Linked DNA regions of Zea mays: regions 1 and 3 are each linked to region 2. The links are chromatin contacts, called in public Hi-C maps. All regions are on one chromosome and are shown on one strand. Each heading gives the region's core, a stretch centred on a gene start, on an enhancer-like site or on the middle of the called end of the contact. The rest is flanking DNA. Distances are from core to core; before and after follow the strand shown. Region 1 holds the start of LOC100282965 (nucleotide-binding protein 1). Region 2 holds the start of LOC100279306 (putative regulator of chromosome condensation (RCC1) family protein). Region 3 holds the start of LOC103653730 (very-long-chain 3-oxoacyl-CoA reductase 1-like).

Region 1 (2,768 bases), core at 190-2,689, 650 kb before region 2:
ACATGATTCCAGCTCCGAAGTGAGGGCTCTGCAACGTGGTTTGTTAGCCCCGCTCCCGGAAGAAGATTTGACAGCATTTGTTTAAGCAGCATAACATTTAAGGGGATGCACGTCCTTGCCTGCTCCGGCAGAGCTAGACGACGACGTTGTCGGGTTTGACGGTGTGGAGGACGCGGAGAGGTGCGAGGTGCCGAGGATCCACACGTCCTCGAGCTCCATGAAGTTTAGCAGCCACCACGCCGGGACAGGGCCAAACTGTCGCCACGATACGCGTACAAGCGCACCAGACTCGACCAGACCCGCCAGCGAGGGGTTCCCTGCGGTGGCGGCGGCACCCCAACCAACTCGTAGATTCTAATCGTCTGCAACAATCAAACGCAAAAAAACGTATACCACCATAGAAAATAAGCTTGAGCTAATACCTCTGGAGAAAGCCCTTCTGGAGTCAGCCCCTTCTGTGAGCTCCAAATCCAAATCGCTGGAGTCGGCTTTGAAGTCCTCATCGTCTTACGCAGCGAACGAGCGTCTGCCGCCCCTCTTGAACTTCTTCTTCGGCTGCTAGATGTCCCACTCCATGAGCCGGCGCGGCGCTGGCTCGCGAAGGACGGCAAGGATCGCGTCGCCGCACAGCACGGAGCGGGGTTGCGGGGTGGGGACTCCATGGAGCGTCCACACCATGCAGATCGGTCTTCCAGGGAGATATTGGGAGCGGCAGATCGGGGGAGGGGGAGTAAATCGCGCATACGTACAGAGACTCCATGGAAGGCGTCCACGCGATGCAGAGATTGGGAGCGACAAATCGGGTACTTCATGTAGGTGAGGCAGATCGGGGGAGTGGATCACGCGGATCGACATTCCAGGGAGAGATTTGGGAGCGGCAGATCGAATACTTCCATGGAGGTGAGGCAGATCGGGGGGAGTGGATTGCGCGGACGTCATTGCTAGAAGTGGAGATCACGGCGAGGAGAGGCGGGTCCACGTGCGGGCGAGGGGGGAGGGACAGGCGAGATTTCTGCGGCGGGACGACAGTCGGGGAAGATGGGGCGGCGCGATGTGCGGGAGCGGGGGCACGACAACTGTGGACGCCCTCCTTGCTGTCTTATAGAGTAGTAATAGATTTTAGTTTTGCTAAACCGATTATTTAAAGTATTCAAATTGATAGAGGACCTATATATATAGAGAATCCAGCAGCGTCCTCTAAATTTAGAGGACCGTTTAGAGAACGTTGTTGTGGAGCGTAGATGATCGTTTAATACTCTATATTTAGGGTACAAAAGTCTTTAGAGAGCCTAAAACTGACCAGTTTTGTAAACCCACTGAACATTCACGTTCGCAGCGCAGGCATCGAACACAAAGTAGCTGGCGGCTCGGCGCACCTACAGCGCCGTATACCGAGTCCGAGACCACGACTCCACGAGACGACACAAACCCCAGTTTAGGAACAGTTGGAAAAGAGGGAGAAATGGAGAACGGCGGCGGCAAAGGCGACGTTCCCAACGATGCGAACGAACGTAAGGAATCGTTCCCCCTGTGCCTTCTGGTGGGCTCGTTCTTCCTCTTCTCTTCTTTGCGTTTTGGGCCGGTTTTCTGCATCCACGATTTTGTGGAGTTTGATCGTCTCTTACCAAGAGGGGTGTAACCTTGTTTCATTTGCGAAATTTGAGGGCACCTTGAAGTTGTTTCGATCGCTGGGTTGCTTTACTCAGGCTTAGTTCATGGGTGTTCGTGTTTTTGAGTATTCTTTATTTGGTGTTGGCAGATTGCCCTGGAACGCAGTCGGAGGAGGCGGGGAAGGCGGATGCCTGCGCTGGGTGCCCCAACCAGCAGATTTGCGCCACCGCCCCCAAGGGCCCCGATCCCGGTAATTGGATCATTTCATGTCCTTTTACTGAATTCCATTCGATTCTTTGACTTGCTCTGGTGCTGATGTACTGTTATCTCTATCATATCATTTTGTTTTTTAATCAGAATTAGCTTAGTTTATTTACATTTTGTTACAATGGTTGTGGATTTGGTAAGACTTTTGGATTTGAGGATTTACGACAGCTGCAAGTGTTTATAGGTGTAGGCCAAGTGCTAGTAGGAACTAGCCTGTAGTTTTGAGCAGTCGAGGTCCAGAAACAAAGAAATTTTAGCACAAATAGAAGAGTCTGGATTTGCACTAAACATGTACCCGGTCGATCCAATTATATGATTGAATGTTGATGCAATCGAATATATGGGTTGTTCAAAGTAAGTTTCTTTGTCAGATACTCAGATTAGTATTAAAACAATGTGACTGGCTGAAGGAAGAAGGATAGGGGCTTGGGATGATGTGGTTCCTGTAAAGCAATTCATTGTGGTCCAAACATGCAGTAACATCCAGGGGGCAGCTGTAGTTCTGATGCCACATCCTGCTACCACTGCTGCTAAAGAAGGTTCAAACATGGATGGATCTTTGATTTTGGCTAGAAAGATTAGAAGAGTATCCAGATTTCATATTTGAATGTTGTTCCAATTATTTGAGGGGTTTGCTAGACAGTAGATTCTGTTGCTTCAAACCTGTGTTGACTGCACTATAGGGATTGACAGATCACATGGAAAGCCTCACTGTTAAATTGTTATAATGCGTGATTATGGTAACTATAGTTGGCGAACTCTTGCTAGTGATTAGGCTTTTTAGTATGCTCTTTATTGTCAATTCTACTGTTAATCATAGCCTTTTGAGCACTCAAGGTCCAAAAACGAAGGGAGTTGAACTGAAGTTTTCAGCTGCCCAATAAATTTTT
Region 2 (2,877 bases), core at 22-2,521:
ATAATTAATAATTCAATCACCTTGCTGATTTTTATAATAGCAACACTAACAAGTTACAAAACAACAAGCAAGATAACAAAGGGGTCAGAACCAGATGCAATCGATCTTTTATACTAGATGCAATAGTGATGGAAAACATAAGATCATAGATCAATTGAGAATATGGCTAGGGCAAGATAATTTTGCTGTAAAAGTAGAGCTGAAACGATCGTTCCTAGTACAGCCACCAAAATTGTGTTAATTCAAAGATTATTTTCACATACTATCAAGAATATCTATCATATGGGTCGCTACAGACTGAATAACATGGCAGATAACTAATACACTTTTACGGCGAAGAGCGACAAAGCTTACAAGCAAACAATCAAAAGATGGCCATCATATTTCCTTGATGAAGAACGACTAGTTTTCGAATAAGTTAGCAAATTAACCATCAGAGCTCTCATTTAGGAGTAAGAGACACCCTATCGGGACAAAGAGTCAAAGACATCGTCAAGTTACTCTAGATCAGCTAGGAAGCCTAGGATGTCTTCATTGAATCAAGAGATAAACAATAACATAAAAGTAAAAAAAAGTATTGAATTGGTTTTTGTCTATTAGATAAGATGTCTCAATCAACAATGTATTCCATATTTAGGGATGATCATATCTTATTTCAAAATCAAGGTGGCACTATATTCATATCCTTTTATGGTGTTTTTTTTAACTAAATCAAAAGTGGTCTAGGTCTCTAGGTCTTATTTGAATCTCAATGCAAGTGAACTACGGTTAGTTCGTTAAGGTAGTTAGTAGATTTACGCGTGATATTTGCTGCGTCATCTATCGCTTGGAAGGTTTAAAATCCATCTAATTGGTTGGGTGGACTAGCGTGGCCTCGCTCCTAGGTACCCGCGCATGCAACTAGAGGATGTGCTTTTGGCTTGGTTGGGAGAGTCCGCATGTCCAGGCAACTAATCTGAGCCAATGTGACTGATCGCAGTTCTCTTTTTATGCATGGGGTTGGGGTTATTAGTAATCACGATGATTGTCCATCGTAACCGTTTACGCGGAAATGGCCGAGATTCGTGCCGTTGGCGTTGAACCACAAGATAAACTCAACCCTCAACAGTTGTCAACAGTTACGAAAGATGAGGCTCCGAATGCGGCCTGAACCTGATGATCATCGCCTCCATTCTCTGAAGGCGCAGCAGGATGCTGACGTGGCACCTACAAACGCATCTATAAATATGGGAGTGACGCATCCTTGTGCCTTTTCTACTTCCTTAGCTAACTTCCCAGCCCCGACACCTTGGCCGCCGCTCCGTGCGCACCCAGTTGCTGAGGTTGCAACGCTGCAGCCGGCGAGGATCGGATGAACCACCAACCCCTCCTATAAATCCTAGTACGATGCCTCGATCGGGCCTATATCTATATCTGGATTGTTCCGGCCCTCCCCCTTCTTCGATTTTGTGGGCGGCTTCTCTTTTTTTTCTTCCTGTTGATGTGCGAATTTAGAGGGGATAAGAGCTTTTGGGGGGAATCTGATGGAATCCGATCGATTTTCTCGCCGTTCTTGGTCGATCTGTCGGGGAAGGTAAGATTTGTTCATGGTTTGTGGGGGATTTGGCTGGATTTCGAAGGTTTGGAGCGGCCATGGTGGTGACTGGTGAGCGGATATGGGGATTTTTGGTGATCGAGTGGGGAATCGGTCTGTTGGATGTCTTTAAAACGGGATTTTGTGATACTGTAGGAATTTTTCGGTGGAACCATAGCTTTTGTTGCGATATACCGCTATTGACCACGGATCATCATGTTTTAAAATCTTTTTTTTTCCTCAGAGGTATGGGATGATCGAGTGCTAAACGCTCCGTTAAGGTCTGATCTGCGTCGATCTTGATTTCAGGATGCGATCTATTGTTAAATGACGGATGCATTTTCCTGCCATCCTTTGTGTTGCTAAGCCGTAGTTTATTCTGATGCTAATTTGTTAGGGAGACTATATGATCAGTCTGTCTTCTGCAGACAGCAACTTAGATGAAACGCAGCTATGAATGTGATCATCTAACTCTTTGTTGCTGCTGCTGTTCTCCTTCCAGTTTGTGTAAAACCTGCACTTGCTGCACAATCTATTTGTCGAAAGTGTGACGGACTGTCATTTGTTTCTCTTATCAGACCGAGTCCTCTGCTTCTGCTCTCATCCATCTGTAGAGTGCAACATGCAGTGCCCCATGGACACTGCTGCTAGTGGAACCTCGCCAGTGATGCAATTCCATAGCAATGCTGATGAGTCTATCGCCCATTCATCTCCATTGGCAACATTAATACAACGTTCACAGCGCCATTGCTATGGGGATGGATCCCCAGGCGAATTTCCCCTTGCTGTGAGCCCCTCCATTGTTCTCCATGTGCTCTCATCTTGTGATCTAGGTCCGAAAGATCTCGCCAATCTGGAGGCAAGTCATACAACCACACTCACTCAGCGCTTTTATGTTTTAGTAACTGACGCTGCTACTGATGAATTAAGCCTCTCTGTCCTCAGGCTACATGCGTATTTTTCGGCAAACCTGCAAGTTTTGCACCAGACTTTGCATTGTCACTTCCGGAGCTTGCGGCATTTGATATGTGCCAGAAAAGGACCATGTTTAAGCAGATGAAGCAAGAAGATCAGGAGTGTCTGAAACAACGGTGTGGAGGCTCTTGGAAGCATGTTCTTGGGTACATTCTGGTTAGGGAGAAGAATGGTTCTCGGGTGATTGCCGGGCCAGGCCATAGCATCATTATCACCTCAAATGGAGATGTATATTCGTTTGGAGCAAACTGCTCCGGTCAGCTTGGCCTTGGGGATTCAGAAGACCGGTTCAAGCCATGTGTTATTAGGTAATGTTTTAGTTTCTTTTT
Region 3 (2,700 bases), core at 42-2,541, 570 kb before region 2:
ATGTAGGGAAGGGAGAATCAAAAGGAAGATGTAGTCATCATCCTCCTCCCTCCTAATGTGATCTCTGTTGCTCATGTCCATAGCAAAGCTAAAAGAAGCATCAAGAGGCATAAGGAAAACTAATTACTAGAGCTAGTTACGCATGTCATATAATTCAATTTCTTTAGGTTTTGGTTGGTACTTAGAAAACATGGGTCAAGCACTAGCACCCAGGATGGGGGATGCTCGTCCTCGCCGACTCTTACTAGAGCAGGGACAATTTGAAAAACAAGTTGTTAGATAATTAAACTGGTGGTAACTTTATCAAATTAAAAGTTCAGAATAGTGTGCTACCTTATCAAACAAACTACAACCAGAAAAATTCAGGTGCCTGTACTATTTGACACTCAGTTAGCCACAAAAAATGCATTAGACTAGCATTTCAGGAGGTGTGTGCCCTTCTTCAGAGTAAAGAAATACTGCTATCCCTACTGCCCACCATGCCAACCTCCTCCTTCTGCTGTTGCTATAAAACTCCAAGAGTCCTGTTGCATCTCTCGCTCACGACCAACGACATGAATCTGGAAGAGGTGGCGGCGTCCAAGTCCGGCAACAGCACGATGGCATTTTCATGGGAGCACGAGCCGCCAATCTGGTAAGAAGCAGGTCATCGCTGCCGACGGTGCACCCCTGCATGGAGGCTGTAAGCAGAAGAATGCTGACAAGCGCTAAGAAGCAGGCAATGCAAATGGACTCAACCTAAGAAACGTCGCGCGAGGTGGGGAGCGAGCGGCACACACGCATGTCGCACGAGCGAACAAACTCGACCCAAGAACCCTATCTAACAAAAGAGAGACCAACCGGAAAGAAGGCTGCTAGCATAGTAGAGGTTGCCGATGGCGGGGAGGATATCGCTGGCACAGCTGCCGCAGCTGCCGCTCGTATGCACCTCGTCTTCTCCGCTGCCGCCAATCCGGTGGCGGGGAGGATGTCGCCGGCGCAGCTGCCGCTCGTCTGCACCTCATGTTCTCCGCCGCCGCCAATCCACTGCTTGTATTTGTCGCTTACCTCGGATTTTTTTCTAGACCCTTCATAACATGGCTCTAATCCATAACCTGCTCGAAAAAAATTTAAATCTATGGGCTAGAATTTTAATGAACTTAACCGAACATGAGAAGTTTTAGACCTAAAAATTTTATTGTGCTAATCTGAATTTGTCCCCAATCCAGACATATCCGGCCTAGATGGGGACACCCGAACTAGGCTTATTTGTTCGACCTTAATCCCTCCTCCCCACCTGACCGCCAGCGCCAGCCGCGCGTGCGTTAATGCTGCCAGTGTCCGGCACGGCGCCACTCCTCGCTGGCGCGCCTCGGCTCGATGGGCAGCGAGCTGGGCACCCGTCATGCAGGCCGCCACTGCCTGCCAGCACCGCCGTCCCCATCGTCGTCAAGACTCTCCACAGTAACTACATCAGAGCCAAGTTGCGCCCGGTGCACCGCCGTGGACTCGGTTTGCCTCTGGTGTGCACCTGCTCCGGCCTCCGGAATCCGGATGCCTGATGCCAGCCAGTTCAGCCCTACCTGCGTGGCTGCGTCTGCATCTCTGCCGCTGCTGCTGTCTTCGCAGCTCGCAGGCCACGGTTCGTCTGCAAAACACTGGGCGGTGCCGGTGAGCCTACCAAACACGTCGATGAGTTTGACGTGTCCAAAGAGTGTGGGTACTTCGTTTTGAAACCCCCAGGCCATGTTGTTGTAAACCTGCGATCCATCCATTCAAAGGTTGCTTGCTACTTTGACTCGCATTCTTTGCTACACCGGACCTATATACATTTCTAATAAAACTACCACCACCAGAACTTCTTAAAAATCCAATTTGAAATCTGTCCGTCGATACGAACTCTACCAACGAGAGAGAATTTCTGTTCGTGTTCGGTTAGTCTTGGTACACCAGTTCCACCCACCACCAGAGAAAGCCCATCCCCGTTACTAATAAGTCCCGTCCAAAGCTCGACACCGCACCGCATCGACCAGCTACACGAATCAGACGGCGCCATGGCCGGCACGTGCGCCCACGTCGAGTTCCTCCGCGCGCAGCCGGCTTGGGCGCTGGTGCTGGCCGCCGTGGGCCTGCTCGTGGCCGTCCGCGCCGCTGCCCGCTTCGCGCTCTGGGTCTACGCCGCGTTCCTCCGCCCGGGGAAGCCCCTGCGCCGCCGCTACGGCGCCTGGGCCGTCGTGACGGGCGCCACCGACGGCATCGGCCGCGCCGTCGCGTTCCGCCTCGCCGCGGCCGGGCTCGGGCTCGTCCTCGTCGGCCGCAACCCGGAGAAGCTGGCCGCCGTGGCCGCCGAGATCAGGGCCAAGCACCCCAAGGTCCCCGAGGTGCGCACCTTCGTGCTCGACTTCGCCAGCGAGGGGCTCGCGGCCGGCGTCGAGGCGCTCAAGGACTCCATCCGTGGCCTCGACGTCGGCGTGCTCGTCAACAACGCCGGGCTGTCCTACCCGTACGCGCGCTACTTCCACGAGGTGGACGAGGAGCTGATGCGCAGCCTCATCCGGGTCAACGTCGAGGGCGTCACGCGGGTCACGCACGCCGTGCTGCCAGGCATGGTCGAGCGGAAGCGCGGCGCCATTGTCAACATCGGCTCCGGCGCCGCCTCCGTCGTGCCTTCTGATCCGCTCTACTCCGTCTACGCCGCCACCAAAGCGTGAGTTCCCCGGT

The links. Hi-C and Micro-C count contacts between places; a contact is called where the count stands out from the background.
Region 1: a Hi-C map of ear shows a contact between it and region 2, with 2.8 times the contacts expected there. The contact joins the promoter of LOC100282965 here to the promoter of LOC100279306 in region 2. A contact is called at or near these places in 3 of 25 Hi-C or Micro-C datasets (ear, leaf and tassel).
Region 3: a Hi-C map of endosperm shows a contact between it and region 2, with 5 times the contacts expected there. The contact joins the promoter of LOC103653730 here to the promoter of LOC100279306 in region 2. A contact is called at or near these places in 3 of 25 Hi-C or Micro-C datasets (ear, endosperm and tassel).

The regions. Positions count from the first base shown.
Region 1 is chr4:137,829,541-137,832,308 of Zm-B73-REFERENCE-NAM-5.0, reverse strand. It overlaps LOC100282965 (nucleotide-binding protein 1), which reads left to right and starts at 1,439. Exons shown (of 3, transcript NM_001155870.1): 1 at 1,439-1,511; 2 at 1,760-1,861. The coding sequence starts at 1,463.
Region 2 is chr4:137,183,796-137,186,672 of Zm-B73-REFERENCE-NAM-5.0, reverse strand. It overlaps LOC100279306 (putative regulator of chromosome condensation (RCC1) family protein), which reads left to right and starts at 1,271. Exons shown (of 5, transcript NM_001152327.1): 1 at 1,271-2,432; 2 at 2,519-2,856. The coding sequence starts at 2,196.
Region 3 is chr4:137,755,332-137,758,031 of Zm-B73-REFERENCE-NAM-5.0, reverse strand. It overlaps LOC103653730 (very-long-chain 3-oxoacyl-CoA reductase 1-like), which reads left to right and starts at 1,291. Exons shown (of 3, transcript NM_001301522.1): 1 at 1,291-2,686. The coding sequence starts at 2,034.